4 separate regions of the Zea mays genome follow, and all the other regions are linked to region 1. A link is a contact called in public Hi-C data. All regions are on one chromosome and are shown on one strand. Each heading gives the region's core, a stretch centred on a gene start, on an enhancer-like site or on the middle of the called end of the contact. The rest is flanking DNA. Distances are from core to core; before and after follow the strand shown. Region 1 holds the start of LOC103626528 (glutamate receptor 3.1). Region 2 holds the start of LOC100279176. Region 3 holds the start of LOC100282509. Region 4 holds the start of LOC100194308 (pentatricopeptide repeat smr4).

What was found. Hi-C and Micro-C count contacts between places; a contact is called where the count stands out from the background.
Region 2: a contact with region 1 is called in a Hi-C map of tassel, with 3 times the contacts expected there. The contact joins the promoter of LOC100279176 here to the promoter of LOC103626528 in region 1. A contact is called at or near these places in 2 of 25 Hi-C or Micro-C datasets (ear and tassel).
Region 3: a contact with region 1 is called in a Hi-C map of bundle sheath, with 3 times the contacts expected there. The contact joins the promoter of LOC100282509 here to the promoter of LOC103626528 in region 1. A contact is called at or near these places in 3 of 25 Hi-C or Micro-C datasets (bundle sheath, ear and tassel).
Region 4: a contact with region 1 is called in a Hi-C map of tassel, with 1.9 times the contacts expected there. The contact joins the promoter of LOC100194308 here to the promoter of LOC103626528 in region 1. A contact is called at or near these places in 3 of 25 Hi-C or Micro-C datasets (ear, leaf mesophyll and tassel).

What each region holds. Positions count from the first base shown.
Region 1 is chr5:72,036,281-72,041,553 of Zm-B73-REFERENCE-NAM-5.0, reverse strand. It overlaps LOC103626528 (glutamate receptor 3.1), which reads right to left and starts at 1,398. Exons shown (of 8, transcript XM_008646949.4): 1 at 1,218-1,398.
Region 2 is chr5:71,314,163-71,318,812 of Zm-B73-REFERENCE-NAM-5.0, reverse strand. LOC100279176 reads left to right here and starts at 1,889. Exons shown (of 1, transcript NM_001329105.1): 1 at 1,889-2,454. The coding sequence starts at 1,923. The coding sequence ends at 2,162. LOC103626522 (Nucleic acid-binding OB-fold-like protein) reads right to left here. Exons shown (of 15, transcript XM_008646944.3): 13 at 4,078-4,185; 14 at 3,906-3,974; 15 at 3,501-3,793. The coding sequence ends at 3,719. LOC732808 (Binding protein homolog 1) reads left to right here. Exons shown (of 8, transcript NM_001291796.1): 8 at 1-528. The coding sequence ends at 309.
Region 3 is chr5:71,442,390-71,447,272 of Zm-B73-REFERENCE-NAM-5.0, reverse strand. It overlaps LOC100282509, which reads left to right and starts at 1,873. Exons shown (of 5, transcript NM_001156600.2): 1 at 1,873-2,286; 2 at 2,827-2,889; 3 at 3,297-3,377; 4 at 3,479-3,641; 5 at 4,073-4,629. The coding sequence starts at 2,180. The coding sequence ends at 4,366.
Region 4 is chr5:72,785,038-72,789,581 of Zm-B73-REFERENCE-NAM-5.0, reverse strand. LOC100194308 (pentatricopeptide repeat smr4) reads left to right here and starts at 2,026. Exons shown (of 2, transcript NM_001139346.1): 1 at 2,026-2,359; 2 at 2,480-3,838. The coding sequence starts at 2,090. The coding sequence ends at 3,664. It overlaps LOC103628269, which reads right to left and starts at 1,943. Exons shown (of 2, transcript XM_035959075.1): 1 at 872-1,943; 2 at 368-538. The coding sequence starts at 1,943. The coding sequence ends at 387. LOC100285552 (ethanolaminephosphotransferase) reads right to left here. Exons shown (of 18, transcript NM_001158443.2): 17 at 4,291-4,363; 18 at 3,850-4,213. The coding sequence ends at 4,192. It overlaps LOC103626542 (serine/threonine-protein kinase STY46), which reads left to right. Exons shown (of 16, transcript NM_001398826.1): 15 at 1-21; 16 at 181-604. The coding sequence ends at 252.

The DNA.
Region 1 (5,273 bases), core at 149-2,648:
GCAACATTTAGGGGGATTCAATTTGATTCCATTTGGGTCGGTTCAGATACGCTGACTAGACTAGACTCCGAACACTTGCAATAGAGTTCATTTAGCAAGCAGACATAAAGGTGGATTAGTATCATTAAGATAAAGAAGAAAACATTTCATATACGTTTGCTTTCCCTTCTAGCTCTTCTCTTTCTCATACGTGTTGTTACACATCGATAAAGAAGAAAACACACACATTCCACCAAGCTAGTATAGTGATGAGATTGGCTATTGTAAAGCACGCTTGCCACGCATGGGCTGAGCTACGTGTTCTTATTGGGGTCACCTAAGCCTATAGATGTCCAAATGGGCTAGGCGGGTCGGCCCGACCCGTGCCAGACCATGGGCCACGAGCGAGGCCCAGGCATGGCCCAGTATGTTAATAATCGTGCTGGGCCGGCCCACGGTTCGATGGGCCTAACGGGTCTATAAATGTTTATGTCATTTAAATGGTAAGAATATGCATATATGAGGGTTTAAACCATAGTTTTTAGCTCTAAACACATTTACAACCACATAATCAACAAAACATACATGTTTTTTTATACTCTATATTTAAGTATAACATAGGTATTTGTATGACAAAATTTGGAAAAAAAATTTGGGACGTGTTGGGCCTAGCCTGCCATGCCGCCCTTAGGCCCAGGCACGGCCCCATGACCGGGCCAAGCTGACACGGGCCCGCTTTGCTGCGTGCCGTGTTGTGTTTGGGTCGGGCCAGACCCGTGTTGTGCTTCGGGCCGCCCGGCTAGCCAGACCCGGCTGGACATGTATACCTGAGCCCTATAAAACTTGACAAATCCAATATCAACCTACGCCACGCAGGGGCCGATGAGCAGGATGGGCCTAATAAATCGCAGCTCTTCTGGCGAATTCCTCGCTCCAATCAAAACCCCAACAGCGTCAGGCACTAACAAATGTTACTAGTAGGAGCAGGAGATGGAGAAGTACTGCTATCGGGCGGGAGTCAGACCGAGGACCAACAGGGATGTGCAGGAACTAGTCCGAGAAGACAGCTTTTGCTCCGAATCAACTGCTAAGAGCCCGAGAAACAGCCGGGGACGGCCGCCATTGGCAGCTGGAGGCGCGGGGATTCGCTCGGCCGGCTCCACGAACACAATGGTGGACAGAGGAGGAGGTGTGCTAGCTCAGAAACAGCAAGAGTGAGCAGGAGAAAGGTGACTTACGTATCGGTTGGCGATGGTGCTCGTGCTCCCGTCCCAGAAAGAGGAAATCTTGGTCGTCTCCGGAGGGTCTGGGAGCGTGCCGCGGCTTGACTCCCCCGTCAAGACCCCAGGATGCGGCGGCGCATGTTTTGTTTCTCAGGTCATTCAGGATTATTAATAGGAAAGGCCATAGCCCAGAGGAGGGAGATGGAGTTTGTAGACTGTGTAGTATATAGTACATGGCAGCAGGTGGGTCCCACACAGGAGGGCAAGAGTAATGATGCCCGTCGGGAGTGGAGACATAACGGATGTTTGATTTGCTGTCTAACTTATCACGCTTTGTCTAACTTTTATATCTAAGGTTAGTTGTTCAATTCGGATGACTAACCTTAGATAAAGTGTGGCACAGTTAGCTACGAACCAAACAGGTCTTTAGTACGACACATTTAGACTAAGGTTAGTCGTTTGAATTGAAGAATTAATCTTTTACAAAAAAAATTATATAAAATATGGTAAGTTAAATAGCGATCAAAATAGATCCTTACTCTGCCGTTGTTGTAGATTAGATGTGATTTCATTATAGAGGTGTAAGCGTGTAATTAAACCATCTAGAACATCTAATTAATTATATCCATCGATTTCATACGAAAATAGTTAAATGTAAGACATGCATTAGATTTCAGGCGAAAGAGGTTAAATATAAAATAATAGTCATCATGTATAAGATTTAGATTAGATGTGTCAGATCGTTTAATTGCACGCTTATAATACAATAACATAATTTATCGACCACAGGCTCTATGCATTAAACTCGGTTGACGGTGTAATGATAGTTTGTTTTAAACTTTTTTACGATACAGCTTCTAAGACGTGATTTTTTTTTAGAAAAATACGCTCTAGCTAATAATTTAGATCTCAGTATTTTATAGTCTCAAGGCTACTCAATTTTTTTATGTTAATATAAAGCCTTTGTGATGAGACAAATGGATTCTCGATGAGAGTAAGATATCTCGATTTAGATATTTTGTTGCTCTTGTCGTGCACAAAAAAAAACAAGCTCAACCCTGTAAGCAAATTGAATAACAAGATTGTGTGGATAAGCAAACAACGCACAAACCTTGCCCAAAGGATCAATCTCACAATCACGAAGTTGGGGTTTAGAAATGAGTAAAGACGGGTGCTCAAGCCGAATCATGAGATTACGAAGAAGTAGCGGTGGGTAAACTTCAGCAATAACAAAAAAAAAACTTTTCAATGTCGGTTGCATCTAAGTATAAGAATAATGCTAGGTGAGTGTCTATACGTTGCGACGGAAACATATAATACCACGATAACTTATATACAAAATGTGTGTTATTATGTTATGATAAAAGTTTCATAATTCATTTGTGATCATGTCCATACATAAATTTTGTTATTTTAATCTAGTTGTTTTACCAATACATTTCAACCATCAGTATTATGTAGACTTTAATATATGTCACGATTTGTATGGTCTCGTTGTTAGGGCCGTTCCTGACTTTTTAGGGGCCCGGTGCGAAATCCGAAATAAAGGCCTCATCCACACACAATATATATATTATGCACTATTTTCAAGTTTATAAGATGACAAATATAAAATATAGCAAAAACACATACTTGTTATCCGATGTCATTAAAAATATCTTCTAACATTTTGTGATACAAATCATCGCTTATACTATTAAGATCAATCTCATCCAACAACTTCTTTTAGATACATATAATCGACAAACCATTTAACCTCTCTTAAGTCATTGCTGACCTTAAATAGTTCAAAAAATATTTCAATTTTAAAAATCTTCTCTCCGTCGATGCAACCATCATGTGTATAGTAAATAATACTCTCCCTGTATCAAAATAGAATTTATTTTGCTTCTCTAGTGGATTCCTCATCATCTAGTTGAATATAGACATAAAAATCAAGAGTTAAAACAAATACTATTTTAGAACGAAGTGAATATTAGATAAGTAATTGAGACATTAGTTTAACAATCTAAACGAAACTGATCGATAGCGCATCGCTCTTGTGTATTTATGTCTAGGGTAGATATCCTTAGCGGGGAAAAAGTGCTAACGTCGAGTGGCCAGAGGGGCCCTCTGTTTTTGGGGGGCCCAGTGCGGCCGCACCCTCGGCATCCCCTCAGGGCCGGTCGTGCTCGTCGTTGGAGAACATGTCTCACACCTGACGGAAGAAGTTCCCTCGTACATCGTCAGACATCAGGCGTGCATCACCATACGCGCTTGCTTAAACAAAAAGACAAGTGTGTGTTTGCGAAAAGAATTAAAAGCAGGACGACACAAAAGCTACTCCAACGGTGGCGAGGATGACGAACTGGTCATTATTGTCGGTCCTCCTCTGCGTCACCTCCGGTGCCGAGATGACACCATAGTTCTTGATATAGTAATCGTCGAACGTGCGCGACATGACGAGCCCCGACGACTATTGGCTGTGCACCTCGGGCAGCGAGGTAGTATATACCATAGAAGAATTTAGTAGCGGTTCTAAATTTAGCGTATCGTCGGCCCCTGCGTTTTAGGGACCAGGTGTACTAAATTCTTCTATGGTGTATACGCTAAAGACTTAATTAGTACCGGTACTGAAGCCTTTTATCATATTTTTGTACCGGTTTGTAGTAACCACCCTCATTCTTAGAGAACACTCACCTTCAAGAACACAAAAACGCAAGATTGTAACAAAGATTCACATTTGAACCGAAGATTCACAGAGTTGAACACAAAGATTTTGGCATTTTGCTCGGTTATCCATCAGGGTCATTTTGGCATGCATGGTCCATTGCTCCCTGTGCCTGCAACCTATCGGGCCTTGGAGTGCATGGTTGGGCAAAGGAAAGGAATACATGCATGCAATTAGTAAACGTCACTATCACTCTCCTGATGATCTCGTCTCGTCTCATATGTGTCCACAGCAGCAATAATTGACCCTGTGTTGTGAGTCGTCCTAGCACCCGGATTAGCTAGCCACCAGCAGCCTGCATCTGATGCTGCCTGCCTAACTCAGAATTCTCCGTCTCGCTCTACGCTACGCTACGTGGTGGCCGGCCGGCTTTACAGCCACCACCACCGATCAGACCAGCCTATACCAGATGTATGGATAACGTACGTGTGTGACAAGAATATGAGGCCTGAACCAGTTAGGGTGTGTTTGCTACTTTCTTGCCCAGTTTAGCAATGGAGCCATGCATGGAAATGGAGTGGAAACGCTCGCGTCGTGCTAGCTGCTTCTTCCGGTTCCAGCCATGGAATGGAATTGCATGCATGCACTGCGCAGCATCCGAACAATTTTTGACGTATACGGACACACGGCAGAATGCAGTTCCGGTTCCTGCCTTGGCTACCCCGCTGCATGCGATATATGCTGATTTGATGCTTGCCGCAAGACCTGGGACCAACTATAATAACTAACGTGCGAATTTTGGCAACAACACACACATGTGCGTGTATACGTGATGAATATATGCGTCGGTCAAGTCTCAGTTCTGGTGAATTCAACGAATCAGGGAGTACATCGCAAGTAACAGCCCAGGGCAAATAATCCGCAAAACGAAACAAAAAATAAAATAAAACTTGTATCATGCTGAACCATTTCTTCTAAGTTCTTAAGTAAGGCGAGCGAATCCGGTATTAGAGGGTCATCAGGCCCGTTTTTTTAGCTGCCAGACGACATTACACGAAAACTGTTTTCCTGTCCTTTTACCTCCGGAACTAAATCCTGCTACTCTACCTTTTTGTTGCCTTTGGAACTATCATCATCTTGCTCCTCTTCTGTACTGCCTTCCTCTGACTCAGTTTTTGACTCGTCAAACTCCAGTAGCTGCGTGTGCAAGGAAGGTGGTCAGAACTCAGAAGGCCCTCCCCATTCCGATACATATTTTACAAGGACAATCTCCTCATGGCTAACAATAGTATTGATAAAGAGTGATAAGTATATGTACCCAAATGTACAAATGAAAGGTCCATAAGGTGCCTGAGTCAGTCAGTTACTCCGAGAGTTATTTGCATTCTTTAAAGGGCACTAGTTCAGACCCAATACTTAAC
Region 2 (4,650 bases), core at 640-3,139, 720 kb after region 1:
AAGGAGCGGATCGACGCCCGCAACCAGCTGGAGACGTACGTGTACAACATGAAGAACACGGTGGGCGACAAGGACAAGCTCGCGGACAAGCTGGAGGCGGAGGAGAAGGAGAAGGTGGAGGAGGCCCTCAAGGAGGCGCTGGAGTGGCTGGACGACAACCAGTCGGCCGAGAAGGAGGACTACGAGGAGAAGCTCAAGGAGGTGGAGGCCGTGTGCAACCCCATCGTGTCGGCCGTGTACCAGCGGTCGGGCGGCGCCCCTGGCGGTGACGCTGACGGCGGTGTTGACGACGACCACGACGAGCTGTAGATGGTTGTAGATGGTGGTGGTGACGTGGAGTGCCGGGAGCCGAGCCAAATTTTGTAACGGTGTTTAGCGGCGGACAATACTTATTACTAATCTTGGTGCTGCTCTGCCAATAGCCGTGCTGAGCGTAGTAACTGTTTGTTTGTAATTTTTTTTCTTCTACTTCCTTGGTTGTTCAGGATTCGCATTCGAATTTTATGTGAAAAAAAGAAGGCGCGCTTTTAAAATCTTGCATTTGCCCCCTTGTGGTAATAATGCTAATTAAATGGTGCAAAGTAGATTGCTTGTGACTGGGTTTCGTGTGAGTTGGGATGTTAGATTTGAATGAGTTCTTCAAGAGATTCTCATCCATACCACCATTTTAGGTGCAATTTTAATCTATTCACTACTTTTTCTTCGAGTTGTCATTATTGCCCCACAATCAACTTTTTCAAAGTGCAGACTTGGGAACAGATTAGAGTTCAGAATATTTTATCAAGAGCACAGTGTTTATTTATAGTTTACTTCGACCCTATTCTGTTGTCGTTTTAGCCATTTATTACATGGAATAAGGATTAAACTTAGAGCATCTCCAAAGGGAGTTCTAAACGGAGTTGCCTTTGACACACTCCTATGAATCACCTTATATCATAGACTCCCTAACAGTCTCCTCTAACACCACTGCCATTCTACATAGAAGCAATCGATAGGAGCAGTTTAAGTGTTGCCTTAAAAAAATGAGCAACATTTACTGACCAAATTCACTTCCTAGGACGACATATATTTTGACTTTTTGAGCTGCAGGTTACCATTTCTGAGCTTTCTGAGCTTGTTCTACATGCTTTAGCAACCTTTAACCCTTTCCCCCTCTTGCCCCTAATAAGACCTTATTCAATTATTCCTATCTCATACGGATGAGATGAGATTGAAAAAATTATGAAATTTTTTAACTTGATTGAGATTTAAACTCAATCAATCACACTCAATCTACATGGATTGAAAGCAACAAACTAGCCCTAAGTGATATAGGGGAATATACATGCCCGAAGTGATATGGAGGAATATACATGTTCTTGTGAGAATAGAATAGGGATCCTGAGTCATTTCCTATCTCTTTCCGTAGGGATTTAAGCAATAACAACTTCAGTGGTTTGATACCCCCCAGAAGTTGTTAGTCTTTCCAAACTGGAAACATGGTGATATAACCAAAGCTGTTCCCCCTAAAATATGAACTTGTTCCTGTTGAATGCCATGCTTACAGAATGTTTACTTTTTCCAATTTATTTGGGCAACAATTCTTTCAATACCAGGGCATGCATGCACAGCAATTTATGGCACACTATGTTTTATAATTGTACTTGATTTAAGAGTTTTATTAAATCCTGAATCCATCACGACAGTGTCCCTTTCCTTGACTGTTTCAGGAACTAGCAGCAGTTCAAGGCTTTGTATGGCTAGCAGGCTCCCAACAAGTGAAACAGTGTAGGAAATCTCGGCGGGCCTAAACTCGTCGTACGTACAAGAAGGGCTACAGGCCCATCATCCATATCACATGTATTTTTTTAGGGATTTTACCCGTAAAGCCCAGCTCGCTTCTTTCCTCATCACACCACCAGCCACCAGGGAGGAGAGGAGAGATGATGATGCCGACGGCGGCGTCGCTGATGGACGATCTTGTCGAGGAGTTCCTCATCCGCCTCCCGCCCGACGACCCCGCGAGCCTCGTCAACGCCTCCCTCGTCTGCAAGCGGTGGAGCCGCCTCATCGCCGGCCGCGTCTTCCGCCGCAAGTTCCGCAAGATCCACCGCGCCAAGCTGCTGCACATGGCCCGGGGGCAGGTCTATAGGCAGCGGCGGCGACGGCGGCAGCGGCAGTGATGGAGCGGCCCGTCCGGTCCGACCGTCGATTGGCTGCTTGCTCTGCATCTTCTGGCTTCTGCAACCAGGAAGCTGACTGAACGCTCGCTATTGCCAATAATTAATTAGTACTATTTTCTTCGTTTCTTTTTTTTATTTGTCGTATACGAACTAAAACAGAGTTAGTGATAATGATAATGATAATTTGTAGCAGTGCAAAGTGCCAAACCCCGTTGCCTTGCGTACCTTGTGGATGTATGTTATATAATTTTTATTTTTCTACGTATCATGTATGCCACATGAATAAATTCTAGTATATATATGTCCCGTTGCAGGTTAGGTCTTTTTTTTTCTTGCGCCGAAGGAAGGAGAAGTCACTTTATTATTTTGTCTTTTCTAAATATATAAATAGAATGTTGTGGGATAGGAAAACAGTTACGAAAAGTTCATAAAATAGACTATAGTTCCTCTATATAAAAGATAATAAAAGGAGGATGATCCTAGTTAATAAAATAGAAACTGACGAGAAATGGTTGAGTAACTCCAAGAAGGTGTCGCAGACTACCAGCTGTCTGGAATAACTTCGTTTCAAGAATTTTAAATATTTCAGCTTGTTCTATCTAAATAGGTCTAACTCCACTAATAGGTCTAACTTCATTGGCTCTAGCTTAAAAAAAACCTAATACTATAAGTCGGTTTTATGAAAATTTTCGAAGCTCCTGAAAACGTGTTTCAAAAACACTATTTTTATACCTGCTCATAAAGTTGCACTAAAATTACTCATTATACTATTGGTTACATAACTTACTGATTAATGTCTCTTTCTCCGCTCGTTAATAATCAAGAGTAATTTAGGAAACTCATAAAAATTAATTGAATCGTAGAAGTTGAAGTCTGTGCAAATCAAACACTCTTGAATCATATCTTACTAATCCTTTGAAGTTGTTTTATGATAAAGCTAGAAAACTAAAACTGAAATTTTTGAAGTGAAGCACTCACGAACATGATTAAAAAAGAATATGCTTTACTAGTGACAAAAAGTGGATAGACCTAAGAATATGATTGGAGCTAAGTTCATAGTTGAAGACAAGGGAATTTTAGCTCTCTTGTAGATGGACTGAGCGAGTGTTTGATTCACCTCATAAAGTTTAGTGACTAAAGTTTAGTCAATTTTAGTCTCTAAATTGTTAAACGATAGGACTAAAATAGAATTCTTAGGTCTAAATTTTAGTAGGGTGGCTAAATTTGAGCTACTGCAGTCTTTCCTATTGATCTTTTTTTAAGATATAATCATATAATCCTCAATAAGTGGAAAGAACTCCTAGTCCTCCGCAGTATGAGCCACATGCAGAGTCGTGATATGACAAGAGAAGGGGGCAGACCACCTTCGTTTCTTTCCTCAACCAATCCACAACAGAGAATTTTCAATCAAATTGGCAATCCTAAACTCGATTAATAGAGTCGTTCTTCTTTTTCTGCATTTCAGTAACTTTTAACCGGATATATAATCCGTATGCTGTTCCAATCCAGCTAGCAACCCGAGAAACCGGTCCCAGCAAATGCGCGTCATGGAGATCCTAGCTAACCCTATTAGTGCACATCAGGACTGCCTCCTTCAACTCTTCTTTGCCAAGTGCCGTCTCCACCATCACCTGCACAGCAGCAGCAGCACATGTGGGCAGCAATGTCACTAGCTATCCAAAAAGTACAGTGTGCTGTCTCTAATCTACCTGGACATCTCAGTCAGCTGAGCAAAGTCCTTACCTCCTGGACGCTGTTCCCATACCGCGCCAGGAGCTTGTATTTCGGACCGACCACAGGTGCCATGTAGACCTGCCAAGAAACCATTTTTTGGTTCAGGCCCAGGGAAAACAAAGCTTCGTTCCAGGGGAGGAGTAGGAGTAGTTCTTCGAGGAAGCAAGGTAGCGCAGCTCACCTGAAACGTCGGAGCTAACCCTGGGCTTTGGAAGAACCGTCCTTTATAGACATCTCTTACACCCTCTGTTCTCCGCATCTCTTCCATGAGGGCGTCTACCTCGGGCCACTAACAAATTATTCAATCATGCATCCAAGGGTTACAAGGCATGGACATTAATATACAAAAAAAAATGCAGCTTAGATCCAACGCAACCAAAGAAAAGGAGCTGTGGATCATATGTGGGAAGTTCCCAAGCTTGAAAACCCACTGGTAATTCAGGTCGAGCAGTCCAAGTTTTCCATGGACAAACCCATCTGTGCACAAAAGAAACTACAGACCACAAGCTGATGCAAGTAGCGGAAGCGGAGTACTACGTGCCCACACGGGAAAAGAGGAAGGCTTGGTCCTCATTGTGCAGGCAACACACTATTGTACTCCCTCTGTCCCACAATATAGTTCATTTTACCACTTGCCTTTTATGTCTATATTCAAATAAATAATAATGAATCTAGACACATATACAAAACACAATTAGTATGGATCTAATAAAAAGCCAAAACAAAATTTGATTTGGAACATAGGGAGTAGGTC
Region 3 (4,883 bases), core at 624-3,123, 590 kb after region 1:
TGTGTGTGATGTCTGAATGTGGGTGGGTGTGTTAAAAAAAAGTATCCATCTCTGTGATGTGGTGGTGTTTTCTTTTTGGGTTCATTAGGGAGGTGACTCTGACATGGTGCGGTGTCCTTTGCTTTGCGCCCAGGGATTAGCTTTCTTTAATCTCATGATGAGAGCGCTGGATCAGAAGCAACGGCTCACAGCATGTCAACCGTTTTGCGCAGGTATAAAATATGGTGGCAGTGGCAGTGGTGGAAGCCACTTGTTTGTTTAGGGCTCGAGAGGCAGGCAGGACCGCAGGAGATATGAGAGGAAGCTGCAGATCTTCTTGGTCACTTCACACAATCTCCTGTGTCATGTCCATGCCTGTGTATGCCGAAAGGCAAGGCCCCTAGATTTTGCTGAGATTTTCTCGGTTGCCTTCTCTGTAATTCATGCATCTTGTAACATCTAAGATATAATTCTTCTCTTGTATGTTCTTTTTAATGATAATGATAAAACTTGTCTATCTTTTATCGTACCCATTTGTTATTTCCCCTAGGGCAGACTTGTACTGTACAACAATAACTTCACAAACTTAGATGGTGTTTTGTATTATAGACTGCACTGTTTGCAGAGTGTAATTTTAATATGAGTACGAGAATGTGTAAAGTGTTGAAGATAATCATAGTGCAGCCAAAAACATTGTTTGCGGAAAAGGGGGAAGCACTAGTCAAGAAGATCAGACAATCATCTCTATCTCTCCATTAGTCCTGAGCTGGGCCCTTTTCTAATTAATTCAGACAGAAAGCGGGTAATCCTTTTTTATTTATCGTTGAGTTGATGAGACGCAATTAGGGTGGCGGTAGTGGATCACGCATCTAGCTTAGTGAGTAATGATGCCCAGCAACTGGCAGATTTGCCCGGCACATCTCCAGGTGTTTGATTTGCAGTCCCTTCCCTTCCCTTGTTGCACTCTTGGTCTGGGAATCCGTCCATCAATTCCATCCCATCCATCCATGGAACATTTTGCTTTGCCGTGTGTGTGTATGAGAGAGAGAGAGAGAGAGAGAGAGAGAGAGAGAGGTAGCGGGTATAAAGCAGAGGCATGCAGATGGAGGGAATCTGCAGGCAGCACTTGGACCGATTGCAAATTTTTCTTGAGGGGTGAATGGAGCAGCATCCTGCTTCCATCTGTTGTCTCCCTGTTTGCCAGAGCTAGGAAGTTGCTCTCCTTTTTGCTAGCCGAATAATCATGTCCCTACGCAGACTTGGGCTGGGCCCAACTGCCGCCCTCTGACCGGGAGAGTTGCGTTTCTTGTAAGCTGAAGATCTAAGGAGAAAAAAAAAACTCGATGGGAGTGTCTGGAGGAAAATTCAGTGGGAGTGTGTGATCTGATCAGTGTGAGGAAATGTCAGCTCCTGCTTTCTCCCCGCTTGTGTCAACTCCTCAAGGCATTTGTTCTCTCGTAAAGATAAAGAAAAAGAAAAAAAAGAGTTGGTGGGAGAACAAAGGCATCAGTTGGTTTGCATGTCACGGTCACACTCACACCTGATGACATCGTTTTGCTGCAACGAGTGACAGCCCGAAACAACACAAACAGAAGATATTGGGCTCTGGAAAACAGCCCGGCCAAGTTGGTTGGTGAAGGGAACCGGATCCGTTTTGTAGGAGTAAGCCCACCATAAAAAATATACAGCTTGTTCGCTGCGGCTTGCTGCGGCTGCAATCCGGCTGCGGCTGCGGGTTCTACAGTATTTTTCTCTCTATGGATTGCAGCTGCAGCAGTCCAAACAGCTGCAACAGTGTCGGCTTGCAGCCAGCCGAACACGCCCATATATATACTTCGTCCACTACGGCCCATCACTGTCAAGTCACTCCACGCGCTTGCTGTGACTGTGAGGGCCAGCCGGGCCATTCTTCTTCGCATGGCCATATCTCATCACTCATCAGTCCACCAACGTAATCGCATCAAGCCCCCTCACGTCTCCCGAAATTCCAAACTGGGGGGCCCCTCCCCCGCGCCTCGGTGTGACGACTGGCGAGGACCTTGCTAACAACAGCCAGGGCAGCGTCCAGGGGGCACTCTGCAAAGCGCGCGACCGGACGGCCCGGTTCGTTCTCGACCTCTCGTCTCGCTCATCCGCCCGCCCCCGAGGAAGGAACCCTAGCCTAGCCTTGCTCCGACCGGTCGCCGCGGCGACTGCGACGATGATGGACTGCGCTGGAGGCCGAGACCCCGTGGAGGACTTCCTCCTCGGCGGCGCCGGCGCCGGCGACGACGGAGATCTCGTCGCCGTCTTCTGCGACGACGGAGGGTACGGCGATGCCGACCGGAGCACCCCTTTCTCGTCCTAGTATATACTTACATGTGGACTGCGTTTAGGCTTACGGACCGGTGCATGGGGTTTTATACTCCCGAGGGTCGTTGTCGCTGCGGATTCCTTTTTTGTTTTGTTTTGTTTTAATTTTGTGGGCGGTGGTAGACTGGTTGCTTGATTTGGCTGGTGTAGATTCTAAAAACTATGTGCTAACCGAAACAGCATGCGCATATATCTTTCTTTTTTTTTTCTGTCCAAGGGAAAGGAGGAAGGCTTGTGTGTATCTGCCAGTTTTCAGTCTGCCATTCTGTAGCCTAACCTATGGTCATGCGATTATGCGACTTAGATTAATCAGCAATCTGCAGTGCTACTTGGTTTGCATTATCATGATCCCTTAGGCGTTTTCTTCTTATCTTTTGACTGAAATGCTAGCAGCACAATAGTTTATTAGATGCTTGAGCAGCTACTCTGCACTTTCATTTCCTCTGTATGTATTTCCTGGTGTGGAATTTGGTACTTACTTTGCAATTGTAGCAGACTTGGGATTGAGGGTATCCATGGAGATGCTTGTGGATTTGAGCAATCTAATTTGGGGAAAAGGTATTGTGTCTTGTCCTTACTCTTCATTCTGATTGTCAAGTACATGCATGTAGCTGAATTGTGTCAAGTTCATGTCCACTGTGTGTGTGTGTGTCTATTTGGGCATCCTGTTCTTCCTTTTCATGGGGTTCAAGCCCCAAGCAGGAAACATTAGGCTTTAAAGGTTCTAAAATGCCATCAAGATTGTATGGCATTTAAGTGTGCAAATGCAATCAGATAATAGTGGCTGTATAGCATATTGCTGTCAAATTATCTTGCATCAAATTTCAATTCCCATGTGATCTGGTGTGTTTCATTTTCTTATGCTTGCCAATGGAATCACAACACTATGAACATAGCATTCAACTTGTACATGGCAGTTCCTTATGTTTTGCTCTATAATAATATAAATACTTTGTTCTGTGCAGGGGTAGAGATGAACCATGTTCATCTGGCCCAACATCCAAAGCTTGCCGTGAAAAAATGAGGAGGGACAAGCTGAATGACAGGTAATATTATATGATACCTCTGAAACCATTGCTCAAGAAAGGAATGGTGAATGCACTTACTTGCACATATCTTAGTTTTCTTCTGTTATTTTGAATTGCAGGTTCCTGGAATTAAGTTCAATTATGAATCCTGGTAAGGAAGCAAAGTTAGATAAAGCAAATATATTGAGTGATGCAGCCCGTATGGTGGCACAACTTAGAGGTGAGGCAGAAAAGCTTAAGGAATCAAATGAGAAGTTGCGGGAGAATATCAAGGATCTGAAGGTATCTTCCTCATACAGCCTATCCTTCTTACTAATCTTTCTACTGGATTTCAGAGTCTTTGATGCCCTCCACATGCTTCTCAATGTCTTCTAAGGTCTTTTTTCTTGGATAAGGGAAATTTTATTGCTTCAAGATAATCATAAGTCACAACTCTTGTCGTTTCTTGTTGAAAATGCATGATTTTTTGTCTTCTGCTTCTGCACAAGGTTCCAAGCTGGCAAACCTAGTTCTACTGAACTCACAATCATGCCCAATGTTTCTGCGGCCATTGCTTGGTCCAAATTAGTTTCTAGACTAGATTTGTCATTTTCAAATATGCATGTTTAGAGATGGCCAGTGTAACCTCTCACAGACTCACACATCTATAAGAAGCCTACTCTCTGACCAAAGCTGTTTGCTTTAATTAGGGGAATGCTCTATTATTGTTTCAGGAGGAGAAGAACGAGCTCCGTGAAGAGAAAGTGAGACTAAAGGTAGAAAAGGATAGGCTGGAGCAGCAAGTCAAAGCTATGAGTGTAGCTCCTACAGGATATGTCCCCCATCTCCCTCATCCAGCTTCATACCATCCTGCTGCGTTCACTCCATTTGCGCCGCCACAGCAAGCTCCAGCCAACAAAAGTGCTCCAATCCCAGCACCGTTCCCTGGGATGGCGATGTGGCAGTGGTTGCCTCCGACCATCGTGGACACAACTCAAGATCCAAAGCTCTGGCCCCCAAATGCTTAGGGGCAGCTACCTTGGAATGTTGACTCATTGTGCCTTTTCATGCATTTGGTGGGCAAATCAGTGTCAGTTAGGTCCCTGGAGACTGGAGAGGAATCAAGTTCGCAACTCGCGCCATGTTTATGCTGTAACAGCTGGTTTCCAGCACTACTTATGAACTTACTTTGTTCTACTGAAGGGTGGTGCCTGTAATTAATATATGGATCTTAACCCTCTAGTTGGCATGTATATCATTTGTTCTATTCGAGAGCTGAATTTTAAGGACCATTATTGAAGTCATGAGTGCAGTAAAAAAAAAGCAAAGCCCTCAAAGATAGAAAGATCCCTTATCAAATCTAAAGTAGTGGGCCCTGTTTTAGGGGCCATCAGTACAAGAAATCAAGTCAGTCAACATATTGAAATGTTTCTACGACACAGTATGTTGGGGCGACGGCAAAGACGCCACCCTTCGCTCCAGGCCTTCAGCGTCTCCGCCATCTAGCGACGTCTTCGGCACCAGGTGACTGTCGAACTGGTCCCT
Region 4 (4,544 bases), core at 777-3,276, 750 kb before region 1:
CTTCAGAAACTCTCCAAAGAGGCCAGTCCTGCATTTCCAGTTCTCGCTGCTAGTTTACCACATGTCTAAACAAAACGATCATGATTCTATTTATTCTACAACATCTCAAGTCTTCAATGTTTTTGCTGCTTAATGTTACTCTCCAGAACTGAGCATTGTGATGTATTGACTTTGGAACAGGTGAGAACTGACACTGAGGGTCGCCACAAAACGAAGTCAGGGTTCCTTTCAGCGCTGAAGAGAAGCCACTGAAGGGCACTGGGCACCCAGCCACCTATGATAGTTTACTCCAATGTAATGTTGGTGATTGATGCACGCTGTAATCACAATCACAGCATGATTCTGAAGTTCTGATGCAAGTTGAATAGTGCGCTGTAGTTGTACAGTCACGATTTTCTCGTGTAATTGCAGTTGTCTCTCTCTTTTTGGCTCAATTTGCCCTTTTGTTTTGTTGCTTTGCCCTCATGTAATCGTAGATGATATTTGTTGGATGTTCTAACGACTGGCATAGATTGAAGTGTGCTGAAATAAATTCCTGCTGGTGAGAAACAGCGCGCTTCGTGTCAGTTAACTCGGAGATTTATCATAGATGAGATGAATTTACTGATGCAGTTGACTACTTGTACAGAAGCGTCTTCTTGAAATGACTATTTCAGCGAACTTTTAATCAAACGAATGATGCATTTTGACTTCTGGCACAATCTCGAGTAAAACAGGATTGTAAACCGACTGACCATCATCATCAAATCGCCTTTCGCTGAATAATAATACCCCAAACCTCAGCAAATCAAAGATTCGACAAAAAAAATTACATGTCCAACTACAAATTCGAGCTAGCTACTGTATCTAGCTATCATTCATCAGTCATCACCTTTGAGCTTCCTGACCTTGTCGAGGAATGCTTGACGGCCGGGGAAAGGATTGGCGCCCTTTCCGCCTTTCCCCGGCGTCCTCTTCTCGTCGAGCGTCTCGCCGGCGCGGCTACTCTGGCCCAGCCCCAGAATCTCCTTGCTGGCCATCCTGATCTGAGCCTGCTTCCTGGCCGACGACGATCCCAGGACGCCGCCGTCCGCCACGCCAGCATGCACCCCGAGCATGTCCATCTTGGCCGTCCTCACCTGCTCCTCCCTCCTCGTCCGCACCCGCTCCCTCCTCTTGTCGCGCTTCCCCACGGCGCCGCCCGGGTCAGCCCCGGCGGCGGCGCCGAACAGGGAGCCGCCCTTCTTGGCGCCGCCGGGGGAGCTGTTGCTATTGCTGTTGCTTTGCTTCGTCCGGGCGCCCTTCCTTGGAATGCGGCCGCCGTAGGATGTGCCGAGGAGGCGGAGGTCGAGGCGGCCCCACCCTTCCTCGTCGGAGAGGTCCCACCCGAAGCGCTCGGCCATCTCCTGGAGCGGCCCGTCGCCGTCGGCGTCGTAGGCGTAGTCGTAGCCGTCGGCGTCGCCGCGGAGGAAGCGGTGCGCGTGCTCCCACTCGACGCGGTCGACGTACACGGGGTCGTCGAGGACGGCGCGCGCGAGGCCTGCCCAGGGCGCGGTGTCCCCGTAGTCGAGCTCGGCCGCGACCCACCGGAGGTACGACGGCGGCAGCGTGCCCAGCATCTGGCCCCTGTACTTGCCGAACTCGATCACGCGGTCCCTCGCCGGCCGAGACGACGGCGCCGGCGCAGGAGGAGGCGTGGGCGCCGGTCCCGCTCTCGCCGGCCTGGCGCGGCACCGGCACCGGCGCGCGCGCGGTGGTGGGTGGTGAGGGGAGGGAGGCGGATGAGGTGAGGAGGCGCCGTCGTGGACGTGGGTGTCGGCGGAGCCGGGGAGGAGAGGCAGGGTCCGGCAGCGGTCGGGGCCAGCATCGTCGCCTGCCGCGGCGGTCGGCAGCCGAGGCAGGGTCTCTGGTGGGGACTGGGGAGTGATGAGCCTCCGCAGCGCACAGAGGGAACTACCCGCTCGTCACACAAGTCTCGTCATAGGCGTGATGATATGGATAAAAAAAGGGCACATCGTGTCATCTCTCACGGTCTCACGGTCTCACCTCATCCACATCTACCAGGCATCAGCTCGAAAGCTCAGCACATCACAGGCCAGCCCAAGCAGCGATGCCAGCGGTGGCGTCCCTTTGGGCGCCGCCCGCGGCTGCCCGGCGGCGGAGGTTCTCCCCCGTGGTCTCGTCCTCGCTGCGCCGGGTCGCGTCGGGCGGCGGGTCTAGCTGGCGGAGCGAGCGGCGGCTCATGTCGGAGCTGGAGCGCACAGTGACAGCGGGCGCGACCGAGCGCGTCATCCGCAGCTACGTCGGCACCAAGTCGGAGCGCGCCGCGCTCGCCGCGCTCTCCAGGCTACTCATGGACTCCGACCCCCTCGCCATCCCGGTGCGCCCCCTCTCACAGTCTCACCTCTCCCGGAGGAGGAGGTAGCCGTACCAAGAAACAGAAAACCATCACCTGATTCCTTATCATCAGCCGGTAACCTCTGTTCTATTCCTGTTGCAGTTCTACGAGGCGGTCACACAGGCACGGTGGTTCAAATGGAGCTCGATCCACGCAGCTGCAGTCGCCGCCTTGCTCGAAGCCAACGGACGCGCCGGAGAATCCAGGTCCCTGATCGCCGACTCCGTCTCGCAGCACCTCCAGCAGTCGACCGACGAGGTAGCCCTCTTCTACTGCGACCTCATAGCGGCGTTCTCCTCGCGCGGGCTCAAGGACCGGGCGACGGAGTTCCACATGGAGCTACGGTCCATGCCGCCGCTCTCCGGGCGCAAGGCCTACGCGGCGATGGTCAAGTCCCTGTGCCTGCTGGGCATGCCGGCCGAGGCCGAGGCAGCGCTCAGGGAGATGGTCTCGCGAGGGCACCGGCCCGAGGCGGCCCAGTTCGGGGCCGTCGCGAGGTGCTACGGCAGGGCCGGCTCACCGGCCGACATGGAGCGGGTCATCGCGTCCATGGCGGACGCCGGCGGCATCCGCCTCGGCGCCGGCGCGGCGGATGCCGTGCTGTCGTGCTACAGCGCCTGCCGCGACCACGCCAGGACTCTGGCGTGGCTGAAGAGGATGCGGAAGCTGCGCGTCGCGGTGACCGCGAAAGGCTACAACTTGGTGCTCAACTCGTGTCCGTCGCTCGCTTCGGTGGTGCGGGAGCTGGGCCCTGAGCTTCCGCTGTCGACGGCCGGGCTGGTCGGGTGGCTCAGGTCTGCGTCGACAACACCGGCACCGGCAGCGGAAGTGGAGGTGGTGCGGGAGCTCCTGGCGTCGTCGGCGTCGGTTCTGGACAGGGCGATGGAGTGGTCGGAGGCCGAGGCGAAGCTGAACCTGCACGGGTTCAGCACGGTTGCAGCCTACGTGCTGGTGCTGCAGTGGGTGGACGCGGTGAGGGGCCGCGCCCGCGCGTTGCCGTTGGAGGTGTCGGTGGTGTGCGGCGTTGGGAAGCACAGTGACGTCCGAGGCGAGTCCAGAGTGCGGGAGCTGGCGCAGGAGGTGCTGGGACGGATGGGGAGTCCCCTGAAGCTGTCGGCGAGAAACAGAGGGCGGCTCGTGGCGAAGCGAGACCGGGTGGAGCAGTGGCTGGCCAGCTTGCCGGTGCCTGAGGACGGCACAGACCCATCGCCTGATGCAGCAAACGAAGAACCATTTGTATTTGCACTTTTCAGAAAACTTGGGCAGTTTTTTTCCAACCTTATGTAGATAGATGTTGCTGCCCCCATCACACCAGCATCGATCGAAAGAGCTGGCCTGGTGAATGAATCTGTCTCGAACGAACTGACTGATGGCCTAGTGTGTTTGCTTGGCTTTGGCGCCGTATGCAAATCTGGTGAATGAAGCAGGCAGCGCATTTGCCTGCCTTTGGCACAGGATAGCACACAACCTGTATGAGGGATTGAGGGGGCATTCCTTTAACAAAATCCAAACAATTCTTAATTTGCAATACATCACTATCAGCAAATTCAACGAATTCCACAAAAAATTGGTAAGATACAGCATGATGTTGCTAATTGTTTCAAAAAAAAACACTGCTTTCTCATCCGCACGTTCATGCCGATGTGAATTTTAAGGGGCGGGGGGGGGGGGGGGGGGGGGGGGCGTCATCCATGTGAGTATTCAGGAAGCAGCATCCATTAAATATGAAAAATTGCTTGTCTGTCAGGCACCACCTTGTGAGTTGTGATTGATTACACAATCCAGGGCAACGCTGATGCCCGTGGACGGAGGAACTATGCCTTTTTCCTAGTGATCCTGTCACAGGACAAGCTTTGCGTCAACTAACTGATGGTACAAACATGTGCAAAAGATGAGAAGATGAGGATTAAAACCTGAAGCAGTGGATCCCGAGTGCATTGGTGATCTCATGAATAACTGATGTAGCAAAATGCATGTACAGAGCCACTGCAAAGGTCAGAAAAAAACAAGGCAGATCAGAGTCCATGCTCTCTTACAAGGTAGGTAAAAAAAACTCGGTCGAGAGGCCCGGTAGTATTATATTTAGAAGAGACCAAAACATGGTCTCCACCGAGAAAACCCCCAAACCCTAGCCCCCATTATTAACGGGCCGATCAACTACCCACTC